3 separate regions of the Mus musculus genome follow, and all the other regions are linked to region 1. A link is a contact called in public Hi-C data. All regions are on one chromosome and are shown on one strand. The core of a region is the stretch at or near the end of the contact, and the rest is flanking DNA. Distances in the headings are between cores, read along the strand shown. Region 1 has its middle 74 kb from the start of Kif14. Region 2 has its middle 50 kb from the start of Nr5a2. Region 3 overlaps Nr5a2 (nuclear receptor subfamily 5, group A, member 2).

The links. Hi-C and Micro-C count contacts between places; a contact is called where the count stands out from the background.
Region 2: a contact with region 1 is called in a Hi-C map of liver, with 1.9 times the contacts expected there. The contact joins two enhancer-like sites. A contact is called at or near these places in 1 of 15 datasets of contacts at CTCF or cohesin (stem cell-derived epiblast-like cells), 8 of 484 Hi-C or Micro-C datasets (the AML12 cell line, embryonic stem cells, liver and 1 more) and 1 of 9 other capture datasets (embryonic stem cells).
Region 3: a contact with region 1 is called in a Hi-C map of liver, with 2.7 times the contacts expected there. The contact joins two enhancer-like sites. A contact is called at or near these places in 1 of 15 datasets of contacts at CTCF or cohesin (pro-B cells), 6 of 484 Hi-C or Micro-C datasets (cardiomyocytes, embryonic stem cells, forebrain and 2 more), 1 of 115 datasets of contacts at active chromatin or transcription factors (cardiomyocytes) and 1 of 9 other capture datasets (embryonic stem cells).

Annotation. Positions count from the first base shown.
Region 1 is chr1:136,540,489-136,543,253 of GRCm38.p6, forward strand. It overlaps a transcript of Kif14 not described here. Among named protein-coding and RNA genes, the nearest start is that of Kif14, 74 kb to the left of the region's middle. Within about 2 kb of position 1,408, at least 39 of the 459 cell types and tissues checked have an H3K27ac peak or open chromatin away from gene starts, as enhancers often do. A contact at or near this core is called in the AML12 cell line and liver, where this site is marked.
Region 2 is chr1:137,009,005-137,011,769 of GRCm38.p6, forward strand. No RefSeq gene overlaps it. Among named protein-coding and RNA genes, the nearest start is that of Nr5a2, 50 kb to the left of the region's middle. Within about 2 kb of position 1,402, at least 14 of the 459 cell types and tissues checked have an H3K27ac peak or open chromatin away from gene starts, as enhancers often do. A contact at or near this core is called in the AML12 cell line and liver, where this site is marked.
Region 3 is chr1:136,924,213-136,926,977 of GRCm38.p6, forward strand. The region is part of intron 6 of Nr5a2 (nuclear receptor subfamily 5, group A, member 2); the gene reads right to left. Among named protein-coding and RNA genes, the nearest start is that of Nr5a2, 35 kb to the right of the region's middle. Within about 2 kb of position 1,414, at least 2 of the 459 cell types and tissues checked have an H3K27ac peak or open chromatin away from gene starts, as enhancers often do. A contact at or near this core is called in liver, where this site is marked.

The DNA of each region.
Region 1 (2,765 bases), core at 158-2,657:
AGTAAGGAAGCCGACTCCTCCTTGACAGCCCTCCTAGCTTTATTCTGCTGAAGTTGAAGTATTGAGGGAGACACTTTGTAATCTCCCAGTTCCCAAACCTAATCCTGACTGTAACTGTTGCGAAACGCACAGATGTGACATCGTAGACATTTTACTCCCTGGGTATTTTCTAAATCCTCCCCGTCCTCCCGGGCAGGAATGGGCCTCCTTTTAAAGCGCACAGTGATTTATGCAAAGAGACTTGGTTCCTGGAAGTTCCGAGCCTGCTTATCACAAAGCATTAAGCAGGCATTCAGGGAGAAGTCTGGAGAAGTCATCACGGTGAGGTTTTTGGCACAGGCAGAGAAGGGCTTTTCTTAAAAGAGCACATGGGGACTGGAATGCTCCCAAGACCTTTCTTTCCTTTTTTGTCCACGAAGTTAACTTCAGAGTAGATTTGTGCAGAGAAAAGGCAGGACCCTGGTTAGGAGGCGTCATCAGAGCTACGGCATCCATGCTTGGCCAAGTGGGGCGCTCAGTGTCTCTCCTCTCAGAGTTATCCCCGGCTCCTGAATGTGTTCCTCAGGCATCACCCCCTCCGGCTCAAAACCAGTGACTTCTTGGCTGCTGAAGCCTGTGGCCCCTACATGCTTATAGAGAGAGGTTTCCCATGGGGACAGCCCCACTCCCCAAATATCTCCCTAAATAAGCTTTCCTAGTGCTGAGATTTGTACTGTTGATCATGATGCAGGGTTAAAGTCTTACACAATCTGTAAAGACTATGGCCAGGTGAAGTTTTGCGATATTTTAATTTTATTTGAGGAGACCAGAGCTTTTTCTAAGTTGTGGGGGTTTGTACACGGGTATATAGTAGATGCTAAGGTCTGGGGAAGAGCCTGTTCTTTCCCCATCCCCCACCCCTTCCAAAGGTTTATACTTCTTAGAAGCAATTCCTTTTTCCCCTAGCACCCAGTGCAGGGCCTGGCCTGTGCCAGCTCCCAGAAGTCCTTAACCTCCACTGTCTGCTGTCCTTCCTGGGGGATCTGTTTGTTGGCTGTAGACAGATCTAGGGGCAGATAACAAGGCTGACAGCTCTGCCGTTTACTTAGTTGCAGGGCTGTGATCTGGAGAGGCAGATGGCTGAGGAAGAGGCTGGCTGCTTCTTTGACACACCACAACCCCCAGGTTCGTCTGCCAGCAGCAGCAGCAGCAGCAGCAGCAGTGAGGGAAACAGGGACTCAGCTTCTTCCAGCTCCAGGGGAGCTTGCTGCTGGGCACACAGGGTTATCTGAGGTCTCCATCTAACTCCATTTACCCTCTCACTGTGCTTCTCCGGCTGGGGCGAAGGAAATCCAGGTCTGTATAACATTAGTCTAAGATTGCGTAAGTACAGCAGTCCATGACCTGAGCTTTGATCCCTGCTCCATTATCTTCCTGTGTGACCTTAGGCAAACAGGCCTTTGTTGCTCAAAACTCTACAGTGTGGTGATACTGCAAGGGCCACCCGAGAGGGGTTGGCAGGGGTACTGCTTCAGATCCTCAGTTCTATGTGGGCTGTAGTGTGGACGCTGATAACTGGGAGAGAAGTCAAATTCGGATTCTGATTTGTTGGCCTGTGCTGGGCCTGAGTGTGATGCTGGTTCCTGGTTCATCATGGTTTACCAAAGGCTTGGCATACATACGGCTCGTGCTCCAGGGATGCAGCCGCTGGTAGTAACAAGTCACACCAGCTGCCCTGGGATTGCGTTCAGATGGTTATCTGTAGAGTTTATAGTTCTAAAGGAAGGTGATAGCGTGTAGCTTCCCCCTGAAGCATGCTCCCTCTGCACAACCCCTGAAAGCAAGAGCTTCCCTGTTTACCTCTTCTAGGAAGGTTTTTTTGTGACCCTTGCAGGTATTTCTCCTCTTTGACTAAGTTAAGAGATGTATGGTTTCTAAAAGTTTTAACTCCTAAGAGCTTGGAATAAAGCTTACACTTTATATGAGAAATCAAGAATTCACAATGTTGGGGCTGGAGAGATGGCTCAGCGGTTAGGAGCACTGACTGCTCTTCCGAAAGTCCTGGGTTCAGGTCCCGGCAGTCACACAGTGGCTCACATCCATCCTGGATGGGATCAGATGCCCTCTTCTGGGGTGTCTGAGGACAGCTGTAGGGTACTTACATAGAATAAAGAGATAAATCTTTAAAGAAAAAAAAAGAATTTACAGTTTTGCAGCAGTGTAAGTATACTTGTGTCTGCAGACACAATCAGTGTGTGTGCGTGAGTGCATGCCTCTCTCTGTATGCACGCAATGCATGTGTGTGTTTGTGCATATATGCATGGCTATGCATATGTGTGTGAGGAAACTGAAATAGAAAAAAATATTAGTTTTCTATAACAGTCTCTCCAGATTTCCACAATGCAACCAATATTGTTCTGGAAGATGCCTTCCTGAGACAGAAGCAGGTGAGTTCAAGGCCAGCCTGGTCAACAGAAGTTCTGGGGGCCAGCCTGGGTGGCATAACCACTCCTTGTTCTCTTCTCTTCCCTCCTTTTCCTTTTCCTTTTTCCTTTTTCCTTTTCCTTCCTTTCTTCCTTCCTTCCTTCCTTTCTTTTTTCTTTTTACTAAAGTGGCCTCTGCTAGTGCAACAGAATAATGACTAAATTGGAGTCCAGTTCTCTACAGATCTTCTTCACTTGCTTTTCACAGTTTGGGTTTTTGTTGTTGTTTTTGTTTTAAGAAAATTCTACATTTGCGTCAAGCTCAAGTGCCCTGCAAGAATTTGTTCTAGGTAAAGGGATGTG
Region 2 (2,765 bases), core at 152-2,651, 470 kb after region 1:
TAGCATTTGCGGTTTGAGGACCCTGTCTAGGGAGGAACTCCTTTCTGAAGGGGACAATGCTGGTTAGCCTAGGGGCAGGGCTGGAGATGGAGAGCGTGGCCCGTTGTTGGAGGAAGTGTGCCCTTGTGTGTTGAATTTTTAAACACACTTCTTATTACCTGAAGCAGAATGCTCACCACTTCAATCCTAGTCTGCTCCTCACCCCCCCCCATCCCCCCATGCCCCTACCCCAGAACTCACTCTGTAGACCATGCTGGCCTCAAACTCAGAAATCCCCCTGCCTCTGCCTCCCAAGTGCTGGGATTAAAGGCTTGTGCCACCACTGCCCGGCCAATTCTAGTCGATTTTGTGACACTTCTACGACATCACTTTTCCTAACCCAGAAATGTCCCAGCTCCAGTCTTGGGATTTAGGTACATTTTACAGGGCACTCCCACTTATTTAATGGCCCAGGAAAGTGTGTTGAAGTCAGAGAAGTTCTTTGCTCTGCTCTTTGGAGCATCCTGCAAAGATGGTTCCCCCAGACTCTACTAACAAGCAATTGCTGTTCTGGCAATGTGATTCACCCCAGCATCCTCCTTCCTTCTTGGATTCAGTGCAGTATGGAAAGAGCCTCAGAAGCCAGGGTTTTCTTCCTCACTGGGATAATCTGGGGCTATCCTGAGGCAGGATTGGATTTTGAGCAGTGTTGGCGATTTGTTTTTTGGGAGTACAAAGCAAGCAATAAATCTGTCACCCTGAAAAAATCAGGTTGTGACCTAAAGAAGGAGCAAATTGTGACTTCAGGTAAAAAAGAGTGACCTACCAGGGAGGGTAATTCATCATGATAACAAAAATGCCGGGCGCTCTCCAGGCCTGCCCAGGAGAAGGGCCGCAGTAAGCACATTCAGGAGATGCAAGTGTCCAAATATTTTAAACTGATCAATATTTCCAGGGCTCACAAGCAGCCCAAACCCCCGAGCATCTCTCAAAGTAAGTGCATTGCTCACCTGGTTTGTAAAGAGCAAAAACGGAGCAGAAAAAAAAATGTTGCCACTCAACAGCAGGCATTCTTTGTAGGATGAAAATAAATAAATACCTCTTGGGGATTTAAGCACAAATACATTTGGAGGGGTGAACTAAGAGATCATGTTTAAGCATATGAAAATCACTATTGGCATTAATGTGTTCCCCCATTTTTACATTAGAACTGCTGGGGAGGGGAGTTGAAGCAAATAGCTTTATCTTGGCACTCCTCAGTGATGGGTGGACAGGTGAAACAGTTCTGACTTCCACTGGTGTTGCATACTTTCCATTTGCCCTGCTACTCCTCTACCCTGCTCCAGGGCCCAGGATACTGCTCCAGCCCCCACCTGGTTCTTGGTTGGGTTTGGTCAGTGGGTGGCACCTGCTGGAGAGTGCTGGGAAGAGAGGCCTTATCTCCATGCAGGGTGGCCTCAGGCTGATTGGCCGGACTTCCCAAAGCTGTAGCTCGCTTTGGCTGGCATTTCTCCACAATGCTTTATCTCTAGGCTGCTGTACTTCGTTGACCAAGTCCATAAACACACCTTCTTTCTGATACTTCAGGCACTAAACCAGTGAGCAGTTTCTTTTCCAGTTCTTACATGGCAGGCAATTTGAGTAGACTTCAGTGTGACCAGGATACTCCTGAAATGGTCCCGACAAGTGTGATTAGTCATTGGATAACGACATGCCGAGTCTGTGAGTTCCTCTGTATTGATCCATGCAGGCTGCAGGGGTTGTGAAACTGTGATTCTGTCAGGGAGTTTTGCTAACAAGCCCTGATAGGAGGAGCCCCACATTATGTCATCCTCTGGTTCTGGTAAAGTTGAAGGCTAGATAAAACACCCACTATCTCTCTCAACCACAACAGCCATGTGGCCAGCGAGTATTCCCACTTCACAGTTGTCCACGCAACGAACTTGGCAGGCTCACCCCATTTCTCAGAAGAGATTTAATAGTGGCAAGCTTTGTACCTCAAAGACTTCATTACTCTGACCAGTTCTCTCTGCTCCATACTTACTGGTGTCCTGAGAGAGATGACCTAATACTCTATACCCATTACAAGATGAATGTGCCCCAACTTTAAATCTACTAATTTTTTATTCCCCCGAGACAGGGTTTCTCTGTATAGTCCTGGCTGTCCTGGAACTCACTTTGTAGACCAGGTTGGCCTCGAACTCAGAACTCCTCCTGCCTCTGCCTCCCCAGTGCTGGGATTAAAGGCATGTGCCACGACGCCCGGCTAAATCTACTAATTTGAATTATATAAAAAAAATCATTCTTACTTGGTGTGTGTGTGTGTGTGTGTGTATACATGCGCACGTGAGCATGTCAGAGGACAACTTGCAGGAGTTCATTGTTCTGGATTTGGAACTGAGGACATCAGTTTTAGCTGTGAGTGACTTTATGTGAGGAGCAGCTATCTGGTGTTTTTGTTGTTTGTATTTTGAAGACAAGTTTTCAACGTGTAGCCCTGGCTGTTCTGGAACTCTATAGACCTGACTGGTCTGGAACTCAGAAATCTGCCTGCTTCTACTTCCCAAGCCCTAGGGTTAAAGGTGTGACCTCCACACACTGCTATTGGAGAAACCATTTTATCTGCCTGTTATTTAGAATATTTTGGGTGAGATTAGACAGATTTCCATGGGTAGGAAGCCCGAGCCAGTGTCACAAGGTGTGTCACCTGACAAAGCACGTTTACAATGCCAAAAGCCCAGTGGGTCCTGCGGCCTTTCAGGCTGAGAGGCTCTATGGAAGCAGAA
Region 3 (2,765 bases), core at 164-2,663, 380 kb after region 1:
GTGGGGTGATTTCCAGCATAGGCACTGTCCCAGGCAGAATTTCTATTCCTATGTTAATATACCATGATCATAAACAAGTTGGCAGTGGGGAGGCTACATCTTACAGCCAGGTAACTCTCTATACTGAGGGAAATTAGAAAAGGAACTCAAATGCATCAGGAACCTGGAGGCAGGAGTGAAAGGGAAGTCCATGGAGAAGCCGCTTACTGACTTGCTCCTTGAGGCTTTCCCGGCCCACTAAGAGCACCCAGGCCCACAGACCCAGTGTGCTAGGCACTTCCCTATCAGTAATTAATCAAGAAAATGTCCCCACTGGCTGGACGTGAAAGTACACACATTTAATTCCAGTAGTGACTGGTATCAGCAGAAGCAGATGAATCGTGTCAGTCTGGAAGGCAGCCTGGTCTACATGGTCTTAGGACAGCCAGCACTACTACAGAGACCCTGTCTGAAGAGAAAAAAAAAAAAAAAAAAAACCCAAGCAAACAAACAAACAAATAAAAAAACAAATCAGAAAATACGGCACAGGCCTGCCTATAAGCCAAGCTAGAGGGAACATTTTCTCAGCTGGGGTTTCCTCATGGCAAATGACTCTAGCTTGTGTCAAGTTGACAAAACCAAAAAGCCAAAAACCAAAACAAACAAACAAACAAACAAACAAAACCACTAATCCGGATGGTACCACCCCTAGCACTAGGGTGGGGTGTGGTTAAAAAATATTTAGTCATTTTAACACAAAGTGTTTTGCTTCCTTGAGCTCAGAGCCAATCTGAGAGCCAGAAGAGGGCATGGCAGAGAAACTATCCTTAGCTGGTTCCCTGCTGAATTTGGAGCCTGGCTAGTTTGTATCTTATATAAGGTGTTGTGTTACTGGAGGCAGTGTTGAGCAGACCAGAGAGGCTAATCACTCACATATTCAATGACTGGGTTCTTTCTTGGGTTTTCCCACAATTGCAATTCAATAAGCAATGTTGATGATCAAACAGTAGGTCACATTCATCTAGTGACAGTCTCCAAGGGACTGCCCGACATATCCTGTCAAAGATGCATGTATCTCGCCTGCTTTTTGCCTCTGAAATACATGAAAGAACATTTGCAGAGAGCCCACCTCTTAGGGTCTTTGTGAAAAGCTTGAATCCAAAGACAGGGAGGGGCCTGCACCAGGTTCACTTAGTTACATTACACTCATGTTCTAGACTAGGAATAAAGATTAGAACAAATCAATGCTCCGAGAAAGTAGCCCTAGATCTGCCTGTCGGGGGGGGGGGGGGGGGAGGTCTGGGGGGGGCTGGGGGGGCGGGGGTTGGGCACTGTTGGGGCTGGCCCCAGGAGACTGTTTCTGCTTATAAAGACTGCCCATGCTTTCAGCCAGAAACTGACCTGTCTCGTCATCTCCGTCCTGGCAGTCTATCTCAACCTGTATCCCAGGTCCACTCAGCCCTCCCCCAGCTCCTGTTCTTGGGCCAAGCCACTGTATAAAGCTCTCTGGTGAAATCTGGGTTTCTTGTTTCCTCTCCTGCATCTGTTGAGCCCACTTTCCACCTGAGCAATAATATTTTAGGACCATCTCCTGACATCACAGCATTGCTTAAATGTCAAGATTTCGTGTTCCAGAAGGATAAACTGTATGTAATCCATCCATGAGCTGGACCTTTCAGATGCCTTGATCTACAGAGAGCCATTTTCCCCCCTGTCCCTCGATAGCCATTGGCCTCCAGTATCTCTTGGAAGTGTTGCGTTAGTTCTCGGGTTTTTTTTTTTTTCCCCCTCTGTCTGTTCTATGCCTGGACACCATGTCTTTGTTCACACTAGTTTGTTCTTGCTGTTCAGACCTTAGCTCAAGGGTCATTTCTTCCCCTGACCATCTCAGAAGCAGAGCTGGCTGTTGGCTGCTGGCCTCCTGCAGTTTGCTCTGTGCACTGATCGGTTCTGGCAGTAAACACTTCCCTTGTTAGCTTGTCTATCATCAGCTTCCCTCCCTCTGGCACAGGAGCACCAATGGGGGAAAAAAAAAAAGACAGTGCCCTTGTTGGTCTCATTAACTAAACTGTGTCCAGGACTCGGGGCATTGTGGGAATTTCACTAACATGTGTTGAATGAATGTGTGAGTCATCAGGTCAGGGGTCAGACCAAGCAATAAGCAAGTTCTAAAAAGCCAACGTGGTCACTTTAGGTCCACTGGGCTAGACAGCCCCCTCTACATGTACCAACACTTGAAAAGCTAATTTGGGGCCATTAAATAATTGACTGTGAAATAAAAATCAATGTCTGCTTGAGGGTTAAAGGAAAGTTTTCTCGTCTAAAAGAAGGCTCTCCTGAAAAAACTGTTAATATATGGCATGTTTAAAATCAAACATGATACAAGGACTAAGACCTCAAATACCTGTGTGCCACCAGTAACTAAAATTTGCCTGGAAGGAATCAGACTCTTGGGGGAAAAAAAATAACAAAAGTAATTTTAGCCACTTGCATACATACCCTCTGTACAACAACAACAAAACCCAAGCGGTGCAGTTTGTTAGAGACAGACATAGTGGCGAACACTTAGCCCCAGTGCTTGGGACGCCCGCCCTCTCTACATAGTAAGTTTCTGGACAGCATGGGGTTGGGGTGGTGGTACAGCATGGGGTTGGGGTGGTGGTGGTGGTGTCAAAACATGCACAGGACCACAGGCTTTTTTGCCAGTGAGCACTGGGTAGGTCTTAAAGCTGCCAAAATGGCAAGATCTACTTTAGCTCTCAGTATCAAGCAATGTGACAATTAAC